Regions from separate parts of the Mus musculus genome. Here region 2 is linked to region 1. The links are chromatin contacts, called in public HiChIP or PLAC-seq maps. All regions are on one chromosome and are shown on one strand. The core of a region is the stretch at or near the end of the contact, and the rest is flanking DNA. Distances in the headings are between cores, read along the strand shown.

What was found. HiChIP or PLAC-seq counts read pairs in DNA pulled down with a chosen protein or histone mark.
Region 2: a CTCF HiChIP or PLAC-seq map of CD8 T cells shows a contact between it and region 1, with 9 read pairs. The contact joins two enhancer-like sites. A contact is called at or near these places in 3 of 15 datasets of contacts at CTCF or cohesin (CD8 T cells, large pre-B cells and pro-B cells), 4 of 484 Hi-C or Micro-C datasets (CD8 T cells, bone marrow-derived macrophages, memory CD8 T cells and 1 more), 8 of 115 datasets of contacts at active chromatin or transcription factors (CD8 T cells, double positive thymocytes, embryonic stem cells and 5 more) and 3 of 9 other capture datasets (adipose tissue, liver and pancreatic islet).

Annotation. Positions count from the first base shown.
Region 1 is chr8:94,339,683-94,347,069 of GRCm38.p6, forward strand. Slc12a3 (solute carrier family 12, member 3) reads left to right here. Exons shown (of 25, transcript NM_001205311.1): 9 at 1-81; 10 at 811-965; 11 at 1,088-1,195; 12 at 1,533-1,656; 13 at 3,344-3,445; 14 at 4,332-4,487; 15 at 5,112-5,211; 16 at 6,093-6,204; 17 at 6,600-6,740. Among named protein-coding and RNA genes, the nearest start is that of Slc12a3, 14 kb to the left of the region's middle. Within about 2 kb of position 3,774, at least 29 of the 459 cell types and tissues checked have an H3K27ac peak or open chromatin away from gene starts, as enhancers often do. A contact at or near this core is called in CD8 T cells, adipose tissue, bone marrow-derived macrophages and 2 more, where this site is marked.
Region 2 is chr8:94,454,111-94,461,497 of GRCm38.p6, forward strand. It overlaps a transcript of Nlrc5 not described here. Among named protein-coding and RNA genes, the nearest start is that of Nlrc5, 15 kb to the right of the region's middle. Within about 2 kb of position 4,536, at least 56 of the 459 cell types and tissues checked have an H3K27ac peak or open chromatin away from gene starts, as enhancers often do. A contact at or near this core is called in CD8 T cells, adipose tissue, bone marrow-derived macrophages and 2 more, where this site is marked.

The DNA.
Region 1 (7,387 bases), core at 2,524-5,023:
CTGCTGTAGCCATCCCCAAGGGAACACTCATGGCCATTTTCTGGACCACCATCTCCTACCTTGCCATCTCAGCTACCATCGGTGAGTAGCCAGCACGGCACGGATGGCAAGAATGAGAAAAGTGGATCAGCCCTGTAGTAGGGCTGGAGGAGACTGCAGTGTGGGGCTGGCCTCTAACCGAGACAGGTCTTTGGGGTGACCCTTGAGCCCTGCTTCTGGGGGCACCCGTCACCTCCACAGTGACAGTAGTATGCTCACGGTGAGTGAGGCCAGACTAGGCCCCTCTGATAGCTAAAGACATTGCAAATCCAAATTCCTGCGTGAAGCCCATGCACAATGTCTAATGATCACGTTTAATCTGGGCTCTGCCATTGCCTTAGAGAAGAAAGCCAGGGCTCTGAGGGGTAGCACCTCTGTACTCATTTACAGCATTCGCCTTGGAGGCGAGCTGTTCACAGGTGGCCAGGGAACTCGAACTTTCTCATGGGCTCTTGGAGACTGAGAGCCAGGTCTCTGCTTTAAGGACATGGAGCCCATCCCTTCAGCTCTCCCTGCCTTGGGTTAACAGGGAGCAACAACAAAATTAAGGGTATTACCTTGCTCAGATTGTCAGGAGCCCCCAAATACCTCCATACCTGCTACTATCATTAACGCTGTCACATGATAAGCCACCCTGTCCACAGTGTCTTACCCTCTGCAGAGGTGGCCATCAGCCTTTGGAGATGGGGAAGAGGGTAAAGGGAAGAAAGGGGACACACACACACACACACACACACACACACACACCTCCACACACCTCCTTCCTTTCAGGCTCCTGTGTGGTGAGAGATGCCTCTGGGGATGTGAACGACACCATGACTCCTGGTCCAGGCCCCTGCGAAGGGCTAGCCTGTGGCTATGGCTGGAACTTCACAGAATGCTCCCAGCAGCGCAGTTGCCGCTATGGCCTCATCAACTACTACCAGGTATAAGCCGTGGGCCTGGCTGCTGGACACCCAATGTGGGCTGAGATGTCAGGACCACAGCCTGCTGTGGGGAAGGGATGCCCTGTAGTGTTTCTAGTTCAGCACCCCCCACATTCCCACAGACCATGAGCATGGTGTCTGCCTTCGCACCCCTGATCACAGCCGGCATCTTTGGCGCCACCCTGTCTTCTGCCTTGGCCTGTCTTGTCTCGGCTGCTAAGGTCTTCCAGGTGAGGTTGCAGAAAGAAGGCCTGGGGGGGGGGGCTTATGGCTAGGAAGAGCTGAGTAGGAAGATCCCCACTTCCCCATGCCCCTCCCATCCAGGCTGCTGTGAAGTGGGTCATGTGCTATGGGTCTGGGTGGAAGGGAAGGGAAACAGGCTAGCAAACTCTTAAAGGAAGTAGCCCTATCTCTGTGGCGAGGCGAGGGCTGGGTTATTTATCATTCTCAGAAGTGGAAACCTGCTGAGGTGTGGGCACACAGGGTCAAGGGCACGGTTGGCCCTGAGAAGGGCAAAGGGGAGGTCCCAGCTAGAGTTCGAGTGTGGTTTTCATTCACTGTCCACAGTGCCTGTGTGAAGACCAGCTGTACCCTCTGATTGGCTTTTTTGGCAAAGGCTATGGCAAGAACAGGGAGCCTGTGCGTGGCTACCTGCTGGCCTATGCCATTGCTGTGGCCTTCATCATCATTGGTAAGGGGCTCCTCCTCCTGCCCCCTGTGAAGGTCCTCGGACCCGCTCCCTTTACCCCCATGTCACTGGGCACTCAGTGAACAGCACTTACTTGGTGCTGGGGATGGGACCAACCAGGGCCAGGCACAAACTAAACACTGCTTTACTATCGAGCCACACCCCAGTCCCAGAACATGAACCTTTGCCTGGGTGAAGCCCAGCCTGGAAGGCCCTTGGAAGGCCACACAATCCTTTCCCCCTCCAGACAGGGTGGCGAGTCACGCCAGGTAGTGAGGGAACTTCTGTGTCTTTCCTGCTTTCTGCATTCCAGTGTCCTGACAGCTGGGACACCACCCCTCCGCCCCAAGGACACCGGTGATGGGCCAAGCTGACACAAATGGCTAGCTCAGTCACTATCTGTATACATGCATAAACTAGACAAAGCCAGCCTCTCACCCATGTAGCGGTTAGGTAGACTGGTCTCTGCTGGCTTTGACCGTTGATAAGTCCTTTCTCTGAGCCACCGTTTGCTCCGCTGTAGAGTAAGGGGCAGTGCATAGTTCGTAAGCCTCAGATGGGCAGAAAGAGAGCGTGTGGGAGGGCACAACCCCATACAGATGCACATACCCAAATATCTCCTAGTTAATGCAGCCGAGGATGCAGAATTCGAAAAAGAGAAGCGACTACCCTATAACGTGACAGTCCCTGCCCCACTCCCTCCCTTCCCCTCTTCCTCACCCCTCCCACCAACACCTTCCTGTTAGAGTTAGATCCCTGCTGCTCAGGTTGGTCCCATTAGTCACCCACCCATAAGACTTGCCCTAATAGTTTGGTCGCTATTGCCCAAAGGAAGATTCTAGATACTAGATCCTCCATCATATGAAGAAGTGGCTCACCTAGGAGACTGAGAAGTGAGTCGTCTGGCCTTCTCAAGATCCACCCCTGTCTCCTACTGCTCAGGCGCAGGCCCGATTCTTAGAGCTGTAGGCTTCTGGGTGGTACCTTTGGGCTGATGATTCTGACTTAGCCCAACTGAGGACTATGGCCCTAAATACTCAAGGGGACCTAATAAGATTATGTGAAGAAATACCTGTCCCCAAAGAGCTGCTTGTCTTTCTCTGGGCTCCCCAGAGAGACTCTAAGCTCAACATGCACACGATTATGTGAGTGTACTGGGGCCAGGGAGACAAGGGAGAGAAAGCCCACTGTGGACAGGACTGGGAAATGTTCTCAGGGGTCCTGGGTCACATTGACAAATGCATTCCTTACATTTATTTGAGATCAAAAAGTGTCATGGCCACTGTCCTTAGTCACCCAGTAGCCTGAAAAGGCCCATCCCCCTGTCTTCTACCTTCTAAATATTTTTATACATTTGTTATGGGGGAGCAGGAACACATGAGGGTCAGAGGACAGCCTGCAGGAGTCCCCTTCTTCCAGCATGGAAGGCCAGCAGGCTTGGTGGGCAGCATCGATGCTTGCTGAGTGATCTTGCCGGCTCTCTCCGTCTTCGTAAAAACTGACGCTAAGGTTTTCTAAGACACTGACCCTTGGAATTTCATGGGGCAAAGGACTCGCTTCCCAGATGAGAAGGTTGAGTTGACTGAGCATCCAGGCTTAGCTGTGCTAGGGACCATCTTGTGAGTGTGTGCCAGGCAGCTCCTGTGGTGGAGCCCCAACGTGTTGCCCCTCTCTCTCTGGGTCTTCGAAGCTGAACTTAACACCATCGCCCCCATCATTTCCAACTTCTTCCTCTGCTCCTACGCCCTCATCAATTTCAGCTGCTTCCATGCCTCCATCACCAACTCACCTGGTGAGCAGACTCTCTCCCAACCACAAAAAAGTGGGGAGGAACGGGGAGGGGTAGGGGGGAGACGGGGAGGCATGGTGGAGGTGGACAGCCTACATTTAAAACCACACGAAGGGAATCTTTGTACCCTAACAAAGCCAGCCATTCTTTACAGAGCATAGTGCATCCTTTACGGGGGATGGAGGTTGTTCTATAGTTCCACCCTTCACCAATTTCTCGGGTGTCAGAAGTCTTGATTGCTCAGAAAGGGATGAATTTCCTAGTCACGGAAGGTGTAGCTGTTTGTGCACAGATGACCGCTAGGGGGCGCTGTTTATACTGCAGCAATTTAATTGCATAGATTTTTGGAGTGGTGGTTCTGCTTCTTCGGCTGCTGCAAACCTTCTAGCAGATGGCAATAGAGAGCAGAGAAATACTTGAATCCCAGATCTTCAAAGGGCCTGTTATCCTGCCACTTTCCAGACAGAACACACTGTGCCTGGCACTCTTAGAGATGCACCATGGTACAGTGGTCACTAGAAGTGGCCCTAAAATAGCACAGAGCTAGGAAGAATCAAGTCCTCTTTTCATCCCTTTAATCTCCTGGGTTCCATAAGACCCTTGGGATCTGGTACTGTTGCTGATGTTGGGACTGTGTTTGACCAGGTCTGGATGTTTCCTTCCTGGTATAGCTTGTCACCATGGTGAAATAAATGCCCAACAGGCAAGATTGTGGTACTCCCTAGAGCCTTCCTACCCCACCCCGGGAGTTAAGGCTGGTGGGGCCCTAGAGGTAGTGGGTACAGGCCAGGACAGCAGCACCCGATTGTGGAAGCATGGAGATTGCTGTAGCTCTGGGAAGGAGAATGCTCCTGAGCATGCGCATGTGCACTGGCCTGGCCCCGCCCAGGATGGAGACCCTCCTTCCGATACTACAGCAAGTGGGCGGCGCTGTTTGGGGCAGTGATCTCGGTGGTCATCATGTTCCTGCTTACCTGGTGGGCTGCTCTCATTGCCATCGGAGTCGTCCTCTTCCTCCTGCTCTATGTGATCTACAAGAAGCCAGGTGTGTGGCCACTGACCCCTGAGGCCCCCAACTCCCTGCCTGGGTAGCCATGTAGCCTGGCAGGCCCCTCATCCCAGCTGGAGCCTGGCCTTGGCTTCACCCTCAAGTGGGACTCAGGCTGGCCTCTACCACAGCCTTCCTGAGCTCGGTGCTCAAAGGAAAATGCCCACTGAGAGCCAGATTTCTTCTGTCAGATTCCTAGAGGGGCTACTTGCTAATGTGTACATACAGGGCAGGGTGACCAAGAGTGACTGTGCAAAGGTGGGCACTGAGAAAAACTGTCTACCTGCATGAGGCAGGGTCCTGGATGGACTGCAGTCTGAGGGAGGTAACCGTAAACCTCTACATCTGAACATGGCCTTCTAGATGGTCACAGAGGTCTGCTTGTCTAATGGGAGTTCAACCCCTAGCTCCATGTCCTTGAATTAGGTGGCCATATATGTGGCACTTGGAGTCAGACTTGCACTCATTAGGAACAGAGATGCCACCTGTCCATCAATCCACGGCCTTGCTCCCAAGGTGCTCTGTGCCTAAGAGAGCAGGACAGTCCCTCCTCCCCCCCACCGCCACAGGACTGGTTGCTTCCTGCAGTTCTGAGTCTTGTTCTCGCCTCTCTACCCACAGAGGTGAACTGGGGTTCCTCAGTACAGGCTGGCTCCTACAATCTGGCCCTGAGCTACTCCGTGGGCCTCAACGAGGTGGAAGACCACATCAAGAACTACCGGTGAGCAGGGCTTTGGGGCCAGCTGGGAGCCTGGAGCCAGCCATGGTCCTTTGCCCTGGCAGGTCCAGGATGGTAGACCAGGATGGTAGCATCAAGGTGGAAGAGCCAGTGTAGGACTGGGGTCAGGCACGGCCTGATAGAGACAAAGCAAGGGAGAGGTCTTCATGTCTCAGTTTCCACAGTGGACGCCATGCTGTCAGGATCACATGGTCTGATTCCTATGACACAATCCTGGGTTGGTTACAGTGACAAGCCTGCCCTTCAAAATTAGTCCCTAATGGTAAGGGAAGTCACTCACCTTCCATCTTCTTCTCACCTGGCTGTAGTAGATTCAGTGAGATCTATGACCCACCTACTGTGACCACAGACACTCATGACAAACCTCTGAGGGTACTAACCTCAGACACAGAAAAGGACCAGTGAGGTTTGGAGCTGTTAACAACCCCTGTTTGCCCAGCTGGTAAATGAACCAATGAGTCTGGCTCTGATTGACAGGAATGCTTAACCTGTGCTGACTCCCAACATAAAGGTTCGGGCATCTGGGCAAGGTACAGTGAGTTTTTAAACAATGGCCTCCTTATGACTGATCGGTACTCTGCTTTTGCCACGCTGGGGTTGCCAGGGCAAAGGAAGTAGGTAGGCTGGTGTGTCTGATGGCCCAGGCAAGAAGGACAGGGATACTTATAATATCATGGCCTCAAAAAAAATCCTGAAAGATCCCTTGAATCACAGCCTCCCCAATGTGTCACAATATGTGTCCCAGTGCACACAAGTTTCACCCAGGACCACCAGGATTCGGGAGTCAGAGAGCATCTTCCTTTAGCATGAAGGACCTAAAGCATCTTTCCTGATGCCTCACGCTGTGTTCTTCCTTTCCCTAGCCCCCAGTGCCTGGTGCTTACAGGGCCCCCCAACTTCCGCCCAGCCCTTGTGGACTTTGTGAGCACATTTACCCAGAACCTAAGCCTAATGATTTGTGGTCATGTGCTCATTGTGAGTACTCCTGGGAGGCTGGGTGGGGAGTGGGGGGAGGGCACCTATACCCTAGGGTGTGTGGGTGGGGGGCGGGGCCTGGATGCAGCATCTACCCAGGGATAGGAGGGGCAGGGGAAGTGGACCTAGCAGAATCTGGCCAGGTCTTTCTTTTAAGACATGGTCTCATGAAGCCCAGGCTGGCTCAATTCACTCTGTAGCTGAGGTTGACCCTACATCTACCATCCAAGCGCTGCCTCTAGCTTTCATTCTCTTTCACTTTCCCTCGTCCGCTCTAACCAAGAGTACTACTCGGTGCTTCCGAGTCTCAGGGGAGCCTCTAGGACGGGACAAGGGCTGAGCAGGCTGGATGGTGAGGGAGGACAGCCATGATACCACCTGTCCCTCACCCACAGGGACCTGGCAAGCAGAGAGTGCCCGAGCTCCGGCTCATCGCCAGTGGACACACCAAGTGGCTGAACAAGAGGAAGATCAAGGCCTTCTACTCTGACGTCATCGCTGAGGACTTGCGCAGTGGCGTCCAGATTCTCATGCAGGTGTCCTGACCAGGCTTCTTAGAGGACTCAGTCAGCGAGGCAGCATGCACGGTAGACTGTGCTGGTCTCGCTGAAGCTTAGGTGGCTGCAGCGGGATCCCCACTTGCCTATGTCTCAAGCTGCGCTGGTTCAAGAGCGCCCAGGACTCCTGGGAACCTGTGGGGACTGTGTGGCTTTGCCCAGATCCTGTTTCTGCCTTATCTGAGTCTAAATTTAGTTTAGGTTTTAAAATTTTTTCTCTTTCAGTATCAGTATTGGGCCTAGGGCCTTGATGTCATTTTACTAAGCAAACAAACCAAAAAGTATCTGAGACTAAGTATCACTAAATTATCCCGGCTGGCCTTGAGCTCGCTCTGCAGCCCAGGTGTGCTGTGACTTGCAATCCTCCTGCCTCACCTTCCAGGTTAGATGGGAAGCCTTTCCCCCTCTTACTTTTTTCCAGATATAGTTTACACTTAGCAAGGTGGAAACCATGAAGTATCAAATGTTTGCATGTGCGGCCACCCCACAGTGGTGTATAACCACGGCTCACAGTGGTTGTAAACCATGGCTCACAGCGGTGTAAACCATGCGGCCATCCCACAGTGGTGATAACCATGGCTCAGACTGACATCTAGACTGTCCCGCTGGGCAGTGAGTTCACTGCT
Region 2 (7,387 bases), core at 3,286-5,785, 120 kb after region 1:
ATTCATTTGTTAATCGCCTGCAGTTGTTTATGGGTAGTTTCCCCTGAGATTTCCCCTTCTGGGTCTGCATGTCTATTGGTGTTGTAACTTGTTCAGGTCTTGTTTAGGAGTCACTTTGTTGAGGTATCGTGGGTGTGTAGCTTCCCTGCCATTTCTAAGAGATACAGTCTCAGCAGACTTTCTTTTCCTCTGTCTCTTACAATCTTTCTTCCCCTCTTAGTCACTGACCTATCTATTACTATTGAGAGGCACCATGACGAAGGAAATGCTTAGAAAAGAAAGCATCTTGAGGTGGAAACTTGTGGTTTCTTTGGAAAGTCAGTTATGTCAAAGAACGTTTTGTTGAAGTAAACACATGTAAAAGGATGTTTTGCTAAGGCAGACATGGGAATCGATGTTTCGCTGAAGTGGACCCAGGTGAAAGGCTCTTTCACTGGGGCAGACACTCGAAGGAACATTTCACTTTCGCTGAAGCAGACACAGGTGAAAGGATGCTCTGCTAAAGCAAGTACATGAAAGGATTCATGATGAAGGATTCTTCACTAATGACACGCATTTATTGGTTTGCCTTACAATGCATAGCCGAGCTCTGTTTGTTGTAACTCCATAGAAAGAAATGCACCAAAAAACTTCGGATGGTGCTGTGGCAGCTCCTGTGGACTCGGACCGATTGGAAGAGTGATGTCAGCTAATACAGACTCACGTAGAGTTTGCTAAGACAGACTCATGTGCTGAAGCAAGACATGTGGTGAGGCAAGACCCATGGAGGACACATGATGTTTGGAAGGAGTGTAAATAAGAGTCAACAGATTGTGATAGGGTCTTGCTTATGTGCCTAGCTTTACAAGTCTTCTCTGAGAGAGGCACAGCCAAGAACTTCTCCTGGTGTCCCTGCTGGTCCTGGTCCTCCTGGTGACTCTTGTTGATTCAGCTGAGGCCTGGCTGTTTCTGCTAGGTGGTGCCAACGCTACTAATTCTATTGGCTATCCCAACATTACCAAACTAGACTGCTGGTATATTTGTAAATTGTTTTCAAGTGGATCGAGCTGCCACTGGTGACCCCTGAACTATTGATTTCCTGACAAAGCAGATGAGATTCGCTCCAAAGAACCGTTTCAAAACAGGTTCACTTACCTCGTATCCTAAAAACCTTTATTTCCCACTACCTTTGGTGGGTGGTGGGCTAGAAGGGAGGCTAAAGCGTTTAAGGACCCATACTAAAAGTAGGCCAATAAAAGAATTTAAGACTACAGCATTCAGTTGGGGGTTTGCTTATAGTTTTAGAGGGCTAGTCCATCATCATCAGGGTGGGACAGCAGACAAGCATGGTGCTGGTGCTGGCTCTGGAGCTGAAAGCCTTACATGCTGATCTGCAGGGAGAGAGACAAAGAGAGAGAGAAACAGAGACAGAGAGAGCCAGGAAGAGACAGACAGGCAGGCAGGAAGGCAGGCAAGTAGCAGGCTGGGCTTAGAATGGGCTTTTGAAACTTCAATGCCCAACCCCAATGATACAATGTTGCACCTTGTAATCCTTTCCAAACAGTTCCACTAACCAGTGACCAAACATTCAATCACTTACAAACCTGCAAGGTGGGAAGCATTCTCACTCAAACCCCCACACTCTTCTTCCACAATGTTCTCAGAGCTCTAGGTGTGGGGGTTGTGTTGTAGATGGATCAATTAGATCTGGGTACCATACAGTCAGTTTTTCTATACATTTTGAACAGTTGTGTAATGGTGTCTATCTGCTACAAAGATACGTTGTCTCTTTGATTACTGATGAAAGCCTCATTCATCTGTGGGGGTCTAAGGATGCGTATTTAGAATGCAGTCAGAAATTATGTTGGCTTAGTAGAGCATTAGTACTGAAGTCTATGAGGTTAAAGCTTTTTAAATGTTATATTCCTTTAGTAGTATGCTTGGAATACTTTCCATATCATGATTCATGTAGTCATTGTTTTTCTGGTAGCTGCGTCATATGTGTGCATCATAATTCATCTCCTGTTGATGGGCACTGCCCCCCCGCACCCCCCTCCCCACCTTGGTCTCCTCAGCAGCAGTAGCAAGAGATCAATCACCATTCGTGTTCTATACTGGAATTCTGACAACCCAAATTCCAATCCCTTGAATTTGCCCAAACAAACTAGCCTTTTCCCCTGCTCCCAGCTGAATGACACACATTGTAAACATTCACCTTGAAGGCCAGCTCCTGAGCATTTCCTGTCTCTGTCCCTGAGAGTCCTGTTACTATGTGCCAAGGATAGGTCAAACATTTTACAGGACAGCCTATATGCCCTTACCTCTAAATAACTGTAAGTCACTAATGGCATTTTATTTTTTTATGCCACGTACGCTACTGCATCTCACAGTGGTTAGTGCTACAAAGCAGATCCTAAGTGGAAGGGTGTTTGGCTTATCCACATTTGGTGGATTCCTGTTGTGGTTTGGGCTCCTTCATAAGCTAACCTGGAGACAAACATAGCTCATTCATTTAGGAGGTGCTCCTATAGGGACACGTACTATGGGGACAGAAAATGAAGACAGGGGAGGCCAGGCATCCCAGAGGTGTGTCATTGAGTGAGTACTATAGGTAATGGACACCTGCCTAATGAAGAGGGAGTAGGATGTTTACACAGCAACTCTCAGCATCCCTTGGCTAAGGAGACAAATTAAGCCCTTGGCCTCCAGCTGATGGGTAGGTGGTCAGATGTGAACCAAGTACATGCAGATGAAGCTGGGGACCTGGGAGGAGCTACAGGGCTTTAATGACATCCTCCTAAAAAAGGAACCACAAGACTCACCCATCAATGGAGGATAGGAAAGTTTATTTCTCAGCCATTTAGGGAGTATCAATAACCCCAGGGCTCTGTGACCATGTGACTGGGGGAGCGTGGTAATTTACATACACTGATACCTTCCTGAGCTCTTCCCTGGAGTACTCTTAATAATCTCCTACCCATAAATATAAAGCACACACGTATCTGTTTCCCCCCCTCAATCCCGTCATTGTGTGCCATTTGCCATATTTTTTCTTTTTGAGACAGGGTTTCTCTGTGTAGCCCTGGCTATCCTGGAACTCAGAAATCTGCCTGCCTCTGCCTCCCAAGTGCTGGGATTAAAGGCGTGCGCCACCATGCTCGGCGTGTCTTTCCATGTTTTATTAGAATCATCGCTCTACCAGGAAGATCAGCAAATCACATACAACCCTTTTCCAGTGTGTTGCTTTCATTTTATCTTTGTCTCCCCCCCCCCCCCCGCACACACACACACACACACACACACACACACACACACACAAATAGAAAAATTAGTGGATGGTAAGAAATGTTTTATTGTAACACCTTTGTTTATATAAAATGTTTCCAGTAACTTTATTGAAGTGTGGAGCATCTCAGAATGAAAATGAACAATCCGGTCTAAACATCCAGGGACCACTTGTGTGTGGGCAGTGTTTTCATAGCTCTTGGGTCTAGACCTAGGAATGGCAGAGCTGGATTTATGATGAACTTCCAAACTGGTTTCCAAAGTAGTATCATTCTTGCCAGCCATATGTGAGGCTTCCAGTTCTTTCAAATCCCAATCAACAGAGTCCATTGTTTTCCTTACAGCCAGTCTATATGGGTATGAAATGCTATGATCCCAGGATTTTAAGTTCCAAGCAATCTTAAAACTGTTTGTTTGTTTATTAGAGAGAGAGAGAAAGCAAGTGAGCACATGAACAAGAGAGAGAACGAATGTGTGCATGTGCGTCTACATGTGTTTGACATAAGCATGTGGGCACCATGGTGGGCATGTGGAGATCAGAGGACAACTTTGTAGAGTCGGTTCTCTCCTTTCGGCTTTCCATGGGCTCTGGGAATCAAACTGAGGTGTCTGACAAGCGCCTTTGCCTGCTGAGTCATCTCCCCAGTCCTATGCAACACATTTACAAAAACACTTAGTTAAAAATAATTATTTCGGGGAAGCAATGTCCCCGTGTTTAAAAACACTTCCTGCTCTTGTAGAGGATTTGAGTTAAGTTTCCAGAACTCATGTTGGGAAGGTCACTACTGCCTAGAACTCAAGCTCCAGAGGATCTGATGCCCTCTCTGACCCACAGGCATGTGGATGTACGTGTACACACACACACACACACACACACACACACACACACACACAATTTTAATAATAGTTCTTTAACTGGATGTGTTGGGAAATGCCATTGATGAGTGAGTTTTATGTGAATGTGAAGCTCATTTGGCTCTATTCCATTCCTTTGGTCATTTTGTATTTTTTTTCTATTTTAACCCAAGTTCCATACAGTGTTGATCCCTCTAGAAATCGCTTTACTATATTTGGAGACTTTCTCCACATGCTTGCCTGCCTATCCCCCAAATGGCCTTTTGATAGAATTGCCTTCGGTTTTTCTGTCTTGTGCGTTCCTGAGGATTGACCCCAGGGTCTTGTGCTTGCTAAATACATGCATACACACTGCACACCAAGCTGCAGCCTGCACCCTTAATTATTCGATTCTAACTGAAAATGCCTTGTGCTGTAATATTGGCACCCTATTGCCACACATCCTGTTTGCTTATTTCTCCAAATGACTGTCCCCATCCTCACATCTCTAGGGTGTTCTGGTCGACTTTAAGTGGCATTGCCTTCTGCCTGCATACCAACTTAGAGATTTTTTTTCTTTCTGCTTTCTGTGGTCACAGGCAGCTGTGTCTTAGTCACTTCAAACTGCTGTAACAGAATAACACAGTCTAGGTGTCAATTATAGCTCACAGCCTCAGAGGCTGGGAGGCCCCAGATCTGGATTCCAGTACATCCACTGGAGGTTCAGAGCTGCTTGCTATGTTTTCATCAGGGTAGAAAGAGACATTACTTCCTGTATCTTCTTGTAGATACATTTGTGTCACCTTGAAGATCTACCTCACAACTCTGTTGCATCTCTGAATCTCCTGGTGCTGTTGTACCAAATTCACTGTAGAGAACATTAACTTTGTATCACAGTAAGGTAGACTACCTCTGCGGCTTCACCCTGCTGCTCTTCTTCCTTTAGACAGGGTCTTACATAGGCCAGGCTGACCTTGAACTCACTCTGAAACTGAAGATATTCTTGAACTCCTGGTTCTTCTGCTTTCACCTTGCAAGTGCTAGGATTGCACACATGCGTGCCCAGCACTTGTTTGCTTATTTAAAAACTTTAAACTATTAAGAAAGACGGCTCCAAATGTTGAGCTCCTGGGGACTTTGTGGGCAAGGACAGAGGCTGGCATTTGTGGTGAGGACTTTTCCACTTTTGTGCAAATGAGTAAGCTGAGTCCAACTATGGACTTATGATGCCCAGGCTTTTAGTTAAAGGAGGTAGGGGAAGTCATCCTGTGTTCCTTGTTTGGCAAGATGGCAGCAGGATGACTGGGCTGTGCCAACTCCAGGAACATACAGAACTTGGTTGGGAAGAACTCGATTGGTTTGTGAAGGTGAAGGACCTTTGAGGGTCAAGTGTCCTCTGAGGCAGGGACTGGGGTCCTGGACACAGCATCATTCCTCTTGAGTTTGGAAGAGGGGGAGAGCACCTTGTTTTCTCTCTCTTTAGGACCTGAGCCATAGAAACAGCCTATAAACTGAGGGTCAGAGGGCAAAGTCCAGACACTCAGAAGACCCTCTATATGGGGACACCATCTATCATGATCCAAGAAGCCAGGTAAATGGATTTTCCTCCCCTTCCCTCTTTTCCTTTCCCCTCCCATCTCTTCCTTCTCTCTCTAACTGTGGCCAAGACTCCCAACCCCACTTCCCTGAGTCATTGGTCAGCTGTACCCTTTTGCTGCTGTAGATGGAAACTAAGAGTAGACAAGGGATTCTGTCTACTATTTTGTGGGTTCCTTTCTCTCTTCCACCCTTTTCCACCTCTTTACTTCTTCCCTTTTAACTCCCTGTCTTAGTCAGGGTTTCTATTCCTGCACAAACATCATGACCAAGAAGCAGTTGGGGAGGAAAGGGTTTATTCGGCTTACATTTCCACATTGCTGTTCATCACTGAAAGAAGTCGGAACTGGAACTCAAGCAGGTCAGGGAGCAGGAGCTGATGCAGAGGCCATGGAGGGATGTTCTTTACTGGCTTGTCTCCCCTGGCTTGCTCAGCCTGCTCTCTTATAGAACCCAAGACTACCAGCCCAGGGATGGCCCCACCCACAAGGGGCCTTTCCTCTTTGATCACTAATTGAGAAATGCCTTACAGTTGGATCTCATGGAGGCAATTCCTCAACTGAAGCTCCTTTTTCAGTGATAACTCCAGCTGTGTCAAGTTGACACAAAACTAGCCAGTACACTCCCTAACCCTAGATAGGAGAGTAGAAAGGATAGAGGGGAAAGGGGGCAGCGTTATCATTAGACTACTTCCTGTAGATTAGGGGCATCAAGTTCCTTGGGGCAAGTTTGATCTTCACCATCAGGATTTAATTATTTAGTATTCTTTGTCGTCTTCTCCTTCTTCTCCTTCTCCCCCTCCCCATTCCCCCTCCTCTTCCTCTTCTTTTCTTTCCTTTCTTCTCCTTTCCTTTCCTTTCCTTTCCTTTCCTTTCCTTTCCTTTCCTTTTCTTCCTTCCTTCCTTCCTTCCTTTCTTTCTTTCTCTTTCTCTTTTTCTTTTTCTTTCTTTTTTTTTTTTTTTTTTTTTTTTTTGCACAGGACTACTTAACAAACCACAACCAACAGTAACCTTGCCTCTCAAGGCCCTAGCATTTATATATCCTCTGAAGTCTCCAAAATTCCAAATGTCACACATTCACAGAAACTGTCTACAGCTGGCAAAACCACTCCCCTGCTAGATCATGAGGCAAATCACAGTCAGCTACTGTGGAACAGCCCCATATCACATGAAATGATTACATACTAAACAAGAACATATTCCCATAACATTTTATGACATTTCTCAGTTTCAAAACAAAAGAAAACAAGATTATAAAATTCTTATTATAGAATTCTTCTAGTCCTAGCCCCTGGAGTGCCAAAGACACTCAGGTCCAAGCCCTGAGAACTACAGCATTAGAAGCCAGAATCTTAGAGTTCTATGTATCGGAGTAGAGCCTTTGGCTTTGGGCTTGGTTACTGGGTGCTAAGCAGCTTGTGTAGCCCTCAGCCCTCTGCAACAGCTGGGTGTCAGCTCTCAAAGTGTGAGACATCTGAAAATTTACTAGTGTTATAGCCCCTGAGTCCCAGACATCAGGACCTTCAGCCTTCATGGCAACCAGTATTATCATTCTTGACCTTCAGTATCCAGACCCAACAAACTTGCCCTGGGCCACCATTCAGCATGAGAATGAAGGTCTTTGGCAGAGTTTCTTGAGGATCTTTAAGCTTCTAATCTACCTATTTAGAGTGGCTTGTTCTTAGCTTTTGAGT